Linked DNA regions of Sus scrofa: regions 1 and 2 are each linked to region 3. A link is a contact called in public Hi-C and HiChIP or PLAC-seq data. All regions are on one chromosome and are shown on one strand. Each heading gives the region's core, a stretch centred on a gene start, on an enhancer-like site or on the middle of the called end of the contact. The rest is flanking DNA. Distances are from core to core; before and after follow the strand shown.

The links. A called contact is a pair of places that touch in the nucleus more often than the background predicts. HiChIP or PLAC-seq counts read pairs in DNA pulled down with a chosen protein or histone mark.
Region 1: a Hi-C map of retroperitoneal adipose tissue shows a contact between it and region 3, with 2.2 times the contacts expected there. The contact joins the promoter of ZNF217 here to the enhancer-like site in region 3. A contact is called at or near these places in 4 of 47 Hi-C or Micro-C datasets (embryonic fibroblasts, omental adipose tissue, retroperitoneal adipose tissue and 1 more) and 2 of 2 datasets of contacts at active chromatin or transcription factors (alveolar macrophages and skeletal muscle).
Region 2: an H3K27ac HiChIP or PLAC-seq map of alveolar macrophages shows a contact between it and region 3. The contact joins two enhancer-like sites. A contact is called at or near these places in 1 of 5 promoter capture datasets (liver), 3 of 47 Hi-C or Micro-C datasets (adipocytes, fetal skeletal muscle and subcutaneous adipose tissue) and 2 of 2 datasets of contacts at active chromatin or transcription factors (alveolar macrophages and skeletal muscle).

Annotation. Positions count from the first base shown.
Region 1 is chr17:54,630,440-54,633,139 of Sscrofa11.1, reverse strand. It overlaps ZNF217 (zinc finger protein 217), which reads left to right and starts at 1,385. Exons shown (of 6, transcript NM_001123217.1): 1 at 1,385-1,589.
Region 2 is chr17:54,656,861-54,659,560 of Sscrofa11.1, reverse strand. LOC106506721 (a long non-coding RNA gene) reads left to right here. Exons shown (of 4, transcript XR_001302218.2): 3 at 361-458; 4 at 2,291-2,700. Among named protein-coding and RNA genes, the nearest start is that of ZNF217, 26 kb to the right of the region's middle. Within about 2 kb of position 1,445, at least 38 of the 83 cell types and tissues checked have an H3K27ac peak or open chromatin away from gene starts, as enhancers often do. A contact at or near this core is called in alveolar macrophages, liver and subcutaneous adipose tissue, where this site is marked.
Region 3 is chr17:54,821,909-54,824,608 of Sscrofa11.1, reverse strand. The region is part of intron 1 of LOC110257493 (a long non-coding RNA gene); the gene reads right to left. Among named protein-coding and RNA genes, the nearest start is that of ZNF217, 190 kb to the right of the region's middle. Within about 2 kb of position 1,313, at least 37 of the 83 cell types and tissues checked have an H3K27ac peak or open chromatin away from gene starts, as enhancers often do. A contact at or near this core is called in alveolar macrophages, liver, omental adipose tissue and 3 more, where this site is marked.

The DNA.
Region 1 (2,700 bases), core at 136-2,635, 190 kb after region 3:
AAGATGTTCATCTTCCCTGAGAAAAGAACTCTGGTACTAGAAACGATCAATATTAGTATACTTGAGTGGAAAAAAAAAAGAGTTCTGGCCTAAGAGTCTACTTCTGGCCCTGCTAATTAATGGTGAGAAGTAGTTGGTGTGCTTCCTTTTTAACAAAGACTAACCAGACCATATGTGGGGTTAGGAGTTATACATAAAATGACAGCAAAAACATCACACTTGGCAAATTCTTCCCCTTTGCTAAGAAACTGTCCCCTAAACTCCATTTCTTATTTATTAAGGATTGCATTGCTCACCAGCAGAGCATTTATGTAGGGCTTTTTTGGGTCCCGACTTATTAAAATATATGCTTTAAGTGCCTGTCTTGATATATTTTAAGATTTCCCCTTTTGGATACACTGAAGGCCAATACAAAAAAAAAAAAAAAGAAAAACAAAGAACCCAAAAAACTTCGCTATTTTGTTTGTGGTGACTTGCATAGCTCCCTTTTGTGTTTGTATCTTGGGACAGAGAATTTGGTGGATGTGACTGTTACTTCTGTGGTTCCTCCTAGGGGCTTATTTAAATGGGGTAATATCACTGGCCTTCGGAATCATAACTTTTTCTTTTTTCGTGAGCAAATAAAAAAATGGCTGGGAAACGCTTTACGTGAAGAGGGGAAAAGCTAGTTTTTGTTGTTGTTTTTGTCCCTAGTTTAAAGCCTGGTTTCATCCACGTGGATTTCTATCAAAGCCAAGTGGATTCCTGGAACCTAGGCCAAGTTTAGAAATCTCAAGTTTTTACAGCAGCGCAAGCCCTGCCCTTTTAGAAAACCAGCAACCAGGCATTAAAGGATGCCTTAATGAAGATACTAATTTAAAAATATTTTAATCATCTTTATTCATCGACCTTTCTCATGCTTGAAGAAAATCCGAAAAAATATTGTTTGTGCACAGCTGTCTCCTCACCTACCCAAATAAGTGTAAACGCTTTTCGCCTATTAGTAATACCGGATGACCCAGGAGTTCGGGCAACCAGCCCCTCCCCTCGCCCGGGCACACCTTGCAAGGGAGGGGGAAGCGGAGAGGCAGAGGCCTGGAACTGCGCCTGCGCACTGCCTTCGTGGGCCCCCTCCCCGCATACCTGTCACTGGAACTGCCGGGCGCGCGCCGGCCACGTTAAGCCGGATGGCGGGAGGCGGGGGTGTAGGGGCGGTGAAAGGCGCGCGCGTGCGCGGGAGTCGCAGGGCGAGAACAGGGAGTGCGCGCGCTCCTCGGCTCGCCCGCGTTCCGGAGGCGGAGTCCTCGGCGGTGGGCGGGGCAGGGGCGCGCCTGCGCAGATCACGTGGGTGAGGGGCGGGCCCGAGGGCGGGGCGGCCGGTGAAGGCAGGAGGCGGGGCGTCTCCGAGCTGCCGGGCCGAGGGAGGGCGCAACAGCTGCTCCCTGAGCACTTTCTGACCCAACAGTCCCCCTGCGCCGGACGCGCCGCGCCCCGGCGGCTCTAGGGACCCCCCGCGCCTGCACTGTCCCCGCGCGGACGAGTAGGGGGCGCCCGCGCCTTTGCCCCCCGTGAGCACCCCCCGCCCCGCTCACCTTAGCCCCGCGCCCGAGGTGAGCCCGGCCCCCAAATCTTCCGGGCGGGGGTGGGGTGGGGGTGGGGGCGCTGCTTTTGGGGGGGTCTTCAAGGAGTGAGGCGCTGAGGCGCCCTGAGGGATAGCCTCGCCCCTCGCCCAGTGGCCCCCTGCCTCTTTTGGGGGCCGGTGCGGGCGCGGAATCCGGGAGGTGTCCGCACAAAAGGCCGAGAGAAACTCCCCGTCGCCTCCCCTCCCTCCTGCCTTCCCCGCCCCCTCCCCTCCTCGCCTGCTCCCTCCTCATTCAAACCTCGGCTCGCTCGTGTGGTGTCAGTTCAGTCCCGGCCGCCGCCGAGCGAGGAAATGGCCGAGGAGCCGGAGCCGCAGGTAAAGGGGGCGCGCCCCCCCGCCCGCGCGGGGCCTTGGGGGGCGCCTCGCCCTCGCCCCTCCGGCGTCCCCCGAGCCCGCCCTCGAGTCTCCGGTGCTCGTTATCTCGCCCCCCTCCCCAGATTGTCTGCCCGCCCCGCCCGCCCCCCCATCCCCACTCTCTATTCGGCTCCTCTCGGGCGCCCCCTCCCCATCCGGCTTCTGAGCATTTCCACCGGAGAGAAGGTGTCGGGCGAGCCCCCGGTGTGTACTGTGTTTGACCATCACACTCACTCATGGAACCAGTCAAGATGGCTTGGGGGCGGGGGAGTCCCCCCCCCTTCCCTAGGTCGGGAGAGAGGGGCCCGCCGGAGGGGGCCCGGGGGCTGCGTGGGTGGCTGGGTGGGGGGCTGTTCCTGAAAAGTTGGGTGGCTCCGCCGGCAGGTCTCCGCGTTTGCCCTCTCGGCCGTGGGGGGCGGGCGGAAGGGAGCGGGCCGGCGCGGGGACCCCTGCGATGGCCCGGGAGGGGCCCGGGCAAGTTGGAAACAGCCAAAACAATGCGTCCTAACAGGCGTCCCCCGCAAACAATGGCCGGGACCGTCCGCACGGGCCGGGCGGAGGGCGCGTCTATAGGGGCCGAGGGAGGGGGCTTGGCCTCGCCGCGGACCCCGACGCGCACCCCAGCCAGCCCCCCAGGTTCCCCTAAATCCGTCCCCGGGAGTCCTGATCCTCTGCCCATCCCTGAGCAGGCGGTGCACCGGGCTGCGTTTCCTGGGTGTGTGTGT
Region 2 (2,700 bases), core at 196-2,695, 170 kb after region 3:
CATCATCAATTTTTAACCAGTGCTCCCTGGGCATATTCTAAATAAGGGCTATCTAAAGAACACGTTGCTGGTTTGTTTTCTACTGGTGTTAGCAAGAAAATCCATTGTGTGAATTACACCATATGAGTGACACAAAAAAAAACGCTAAGATAGTTTTTAAAAATAATTTTTCCCTCGGTAACCAAAAAAAAAAAATCATTGTAAACAAATGTGAAAAATAAATACACATACACAGAGAAAAATAAAAAGTACTGATGATTATTCGTAACATTTTAGTAGACAAGAAAGGGGTTTGTTTTGTTTTGTTTAAGAAAAATCCTTCACGCAGTGCAGAATCTGGGATTTTTTTTTTTTTTTTAGGTGTCGGGATAAACTAAGACAAAAATACATTCAAGGAGAAAACAGAGGAAGTCATTCTACTTGAATGGCAGAATCGAAACTGCTTCCTCCTCAAACAGGTACATCCTCTGTGGTGAAAAAGGACCAGGATCTTCAAGGGAAGGGGTAGAAACAAGACTCGTGTATTCCTTGGGAGTTCCAGGGCTTGGAAAGCCCGGGCTTGCCGTAAAAGCAACAGGCATAGGAGCTTACAGAGTCTGGATGTACAGAAGGGGACATCAAGACTCAGGTTACAAGGCACCAGGCATCCCAGGGACAGGCCAGCACTCTCAGCCAGAAGTCCTGGATTTAACTTTGAGCTCTGTAATGGACTAACGTTGTGACCTTGGAAAGGTCAAGGTCTCTCTGAGCCAGCGTTTCCTAATCTTTGAAATGGGACAACACACTTCCCCTTTCTACCTTGCAGAGTCATATGAAGATAATCTATCTGTGAAATCCTTTTAGTGGCACAATGCAGACATTCTGTTAAAGAGGCACCATTCCAAGCTCTTCTGTATTGTTTGGATGAAAACATGATTTCCTTGTCTACATTATTTATCTACATGGACTTACTGGTGTTTGCAAAGATGAAATAAGCTGCTTCCACGGAGCCTGTTCAGAAACTTGGGTTGGTTCAATTCTTTGCAGATGTATCTCAAGTCATGTTTTTAAAAATTCGTCCCTAGAAATACTCTTCCTCAGCTGTCCCGAGGTTAAAACCACCTCCCTCACTGTTTATTCCCGACTCCTCGAACATGGGCTGACTGTTTTTGGACAGGGTTTAATGGCCTAAGCTTAAGCCCTCTTGATAAATGGATCGAGAGGTCCGTGTTTCCTCGCCAAACACATTTTCATCTGGACTCCATCTCTGCCCAAATTCTGTAGGGCTCTGGCCATAAATATGTAACGCCTCTTAGGAACATGGACCTGCCTATCTGTGGGCCCACGCCCCTCTGCTGTTCCATATGAAACTTGGAGGCAGGCCAGGGTATGGCCAAGTAACTACCGTGTCTAGTTCATCACAGGCCCTCCAGAGCAGGGGCCACAGAGGCCCCTCCTCTCTGGACCAGGGTGCTTGGGTGGGACTGTGATCCCCTGGGGCAGCGGGAGCCTTTGTGAAATTGCCGCAGTATGGACAAATTTGGTGCCGGCTTCCTGGATTTAGGCCACGGTTACTGGTTGGCTTTTCTGAGCCTGTTTTTGGCACAGGTAGGAAAGGAGGAGAAAAAAAAAAATGGTGTAAGCGTGTTTCGAAATCTTAGATCATTTCATGAATGACTCAGTGTTTCCTTTTGGAAAAGTGCAATAATTGGCTTTCATGAATAACTTAGCTTTGGGAAAAAAAAAAAGGTTCTAAATATTGAGGAGTCTTTTGTGCTATCTGAACACAGCCATCCTTCCATCTTCGTTTTTATAGCTTCCAGAGGAATTTCATTCACTTGATAACGTGAACTTGTTGAAAAACAAACTGTCACATACTTCCTCCTTCAGGCTTCCTGTTCTTTCTGAGAAAAGAATTGAGGTTGCCTTTTCTTTCTCTCTTTCTTTCCTTTTTTTTTTTTTTTTTTTCCATTTAAAAATGTAAAATAGAATGTATCAAATGAACTTGTGCAGTAAAGCTGACAGTGTTATGTGTCAATTACATCCCAATCGAGCTGGAGAAAATATTCAGAAGACAAAGCTATTACCCTTTATACGATGAGCTCTATTCAGACCAGAAGAGAAGAGCAAGTTCTTTCTCTCTTGACACCATTAAAATGTCATACAGTGTATATTTCTTTAGGGTACGAAGTAAATAACGAGGTATGTTTTCAAATATTATCCTTAATTCATTTAGGCCCAGTTCCGTTTTAGAATTAAACAAACAAACCAAAACCAGCAGCCTCTCTCTCTTCTGTCTCTCTCTGCACAGAGAAAATCCTGAAGTTTGAAGGCAGAAGATACCCATTCCTCCGGCATTAGCACTGTTACATCCAGCTTCAGAATATAAACCCAGACGAGGTCTCAAATGACTCATTACTGGAATAAATGTTTCTCATGTTAAAGGTATGCAAATAGAGCTTAATCGGTGAAGGAAGACTCTGCAATTCAATAAATAAGGTGGAGAATGTTACTGTGGTTACTGGGGACTCTATTTGCATACAGGCTTATCTTGTTTTTAAAGCAGTAAGGAAAAGAAAGGAGGGAGAGGAAAATCCCAACTTTCACCACATGTTCTCAAAATACAGTCTTATAATAAGGCAACCCCAGTTCAGGCCCTGTTCACAAGCCAAAAAAAAAATGCTTAGTGCGGAAGAATCCAAAACACATTAGAATCATTTT
Region 3 (2,700 bases), core at 64-2,563:
GGATGGACAGGGAGTTTGGGGTTAGTAGATGCAAACTGACATTTAGAACGGATGGGTAACGGGGTCCTGCTGTACAGCACAGGGGACTGTGTCCAATCTCTGGCAACAGAACATGATGGGGGATGATATGAGAAAAAGCATGTGTGTATATGTATGACTGGGTCACTCTGCTGTACAGCAGAAATTGGCAGGGCATCGCAAATCAACTATAATTTTAAAAGTGCAAAATAAGGAGTTCCCGATGTGGCTCAGTGGGTACAAACCCAACTAGTATCCGTAAGGATTCAGGCTCAATCCCTGGCTTCGACCACTGGGTCAGGGATCTGGCATTGCCGTGAGCTGTGGCGAAGGTTACAGACATGGCTCGGATCCAGTGCTGCTGTGGCTGTGGCGTAGACCAGCAGCTGCAGCTCTGATTCAGCCCCTAGCCTGGGAACTTCCATATGCCACAGGTACGGCCCTAAAAAGAAAAAAAAAAAAAAAGAAAAAGAAAAAAGAAAAGCAGAGGTGTCTCCTCCTCACCACACACTCACATATATCCTGTGGCTCTAATTCCTGCACAGTTCTTGTGCCTGCAGAAGCCCACAGATAGAAGCAGCTCAGCTCTCTGGTCAAAGTAACAATGCTGGTAAAAGAAACCCCAACGGGCCCAAAAAGAAGCCTTCACAGAAGGACATACCAAAAGTTCATTAGAAAGGAAACAGGTCCTCACAACCAAACAAAACAAACTGTTGGGAGATGCAGAGGATAGTATTAACGTGCTGAGCCAGAATGCGATTAATCAGCCTCCTTGCTCCCTTAGTTTCCAGCTGCAGAAATATGCCAAGGGGGAAAAACATCTCCCCAGTCCTATGAAGTGTAGGATGAGTGCTATTTTGATTCCAAGGCCAAGGCCGTAGATGGGGGTGTGGGGTGGGAACGTGGCCACTCCCTAACAGCAGAAAGACGCTCACAGGATCCGCTCCCAGACTATAAACATTCAGACTCCTAGCCAAGCACATAATAAAATGCTCTTGTGTGTGTGCGTGTGTGTGTGATTTCCTGCAGTTTAGACTCTTCACATGTAAACTGTGATGATTATTCATGTGGTCTCTGACTTAAAGAATGCCAAATTTCTCCGGAAGTTTCCAAAGCTTCCTGCTGAGAAGGAAGCCGTCTTTCAGGAGATATTTTACTGGCTGCAAAATGCTATGTGTCATGTCAGTGACTGTTAGATTTGAAACAAGAATACGAGAAACAATCCACTGATGGTGATCACAACCAGAGACGTCACCGGGAGAGCCTGTCTTTACAAACAGCAAAGGAACACACGCAGCATCCCTGACCCCAGCCTCTGGAGACGGTCTTGTGTAATTAATCACGAATCTTACCCAAAAGTCAAACCATGTTTGCTCCAAAAGATGACACACTTAAGATTTTCCTACAACTGGTTTAGATCAAGAAGCAAATTTTCTCTCTTTCACTCGGGACATAAACACGGACTCTAAGTCTCTTTTAAGAGATGAATCATTTAGTCCCTGCATCTGACATGGGATTAGGTCATCTGTTTGTTTCGGGGATAGAGTCTACCCTTGACTACAACTGGGTTCCACGATTTGTTCAAACGTTTTCTGGCAATTTCTGATTTGTTGAGACAAAGATCAGAAGCTTAAATCCCACTGCACTAACTGGCTAGGTTATGACCAAGGTGGAACAGAGCCAAAAAGCTGCAAACACACATACGATGTGTTGTTGGGACCTACCGTCTGTCTGCCTTCATGAGGACAGGATCATCCTAGCACGCTCACCCACCAGGTGGCTCAATGAGCTGGAAATGTTTTTCTTTCCTTTTTAAACAGCAGGAACAGAAGAGATCAGTAATTAACCAGGTGAGCAATTCGTTTGCCTCCTGGAACATACTAGAAAGTAAAAATAACCATCCTCTTTCTTGCAGCACTGACATCTCTACATAAATCAACAAACCAGAGAAGGAGAGAAGGAGCCGAGAGGGAGGGAGGAAGAGCGAGAACAAGAAGAACGCAACGCTCCACAGTCACGCAATAAACAACCCGAGGACACCTTCTGAGCGGAGTAATCCAGAAACTCAGAGATCACCCAAGTAGCTTCCACATTCAGCTAATTGAAGAGTACATTTTAAATAATACCTTCAGTTTGCCTGCCATTTAGAGTTTATCCAGGGCTTTCACATATATTATTTTAATCATTTAATTGTTTTATTATTTTGTCTGACTTCGTTAATCGTCTTTTATACTGGAGAAAGGCAAAGATTAAAGGAGAATAAATGATTTTAAAAAGATGGAACACCTAGGACAAGACTGAGCCAAAATGCACCTTGGTAGTTCCTTCTTAGTCTACTGCTCCTGCCCTAACACGTAACACGAGAGGGTTTTCACCTCTTCTGGTTTTGCTACAACGTTCATACACCTCTCACGTGTTCGCAGGTATCTCCCAAGGTTTACGAACCCTGTCACAAAATAACACTGTAAGAATTAAAGCGCTGCACTAAACTGTACCCATCACAGAGGGTCAGAGGACACTAACAGATCCCAGCGCATCCACCTCTTCTGTTCTGCTCAGAAAACGCACTTTTCCCAGCCAGCATCTCTCCCCACAGAAAACTACTCTCACTCCATAGCAGTGGTTCTGCCAGCCAGGGCACTTCTGACACCATTTGGGGAGTTTTGGGATTGTCACAATAGG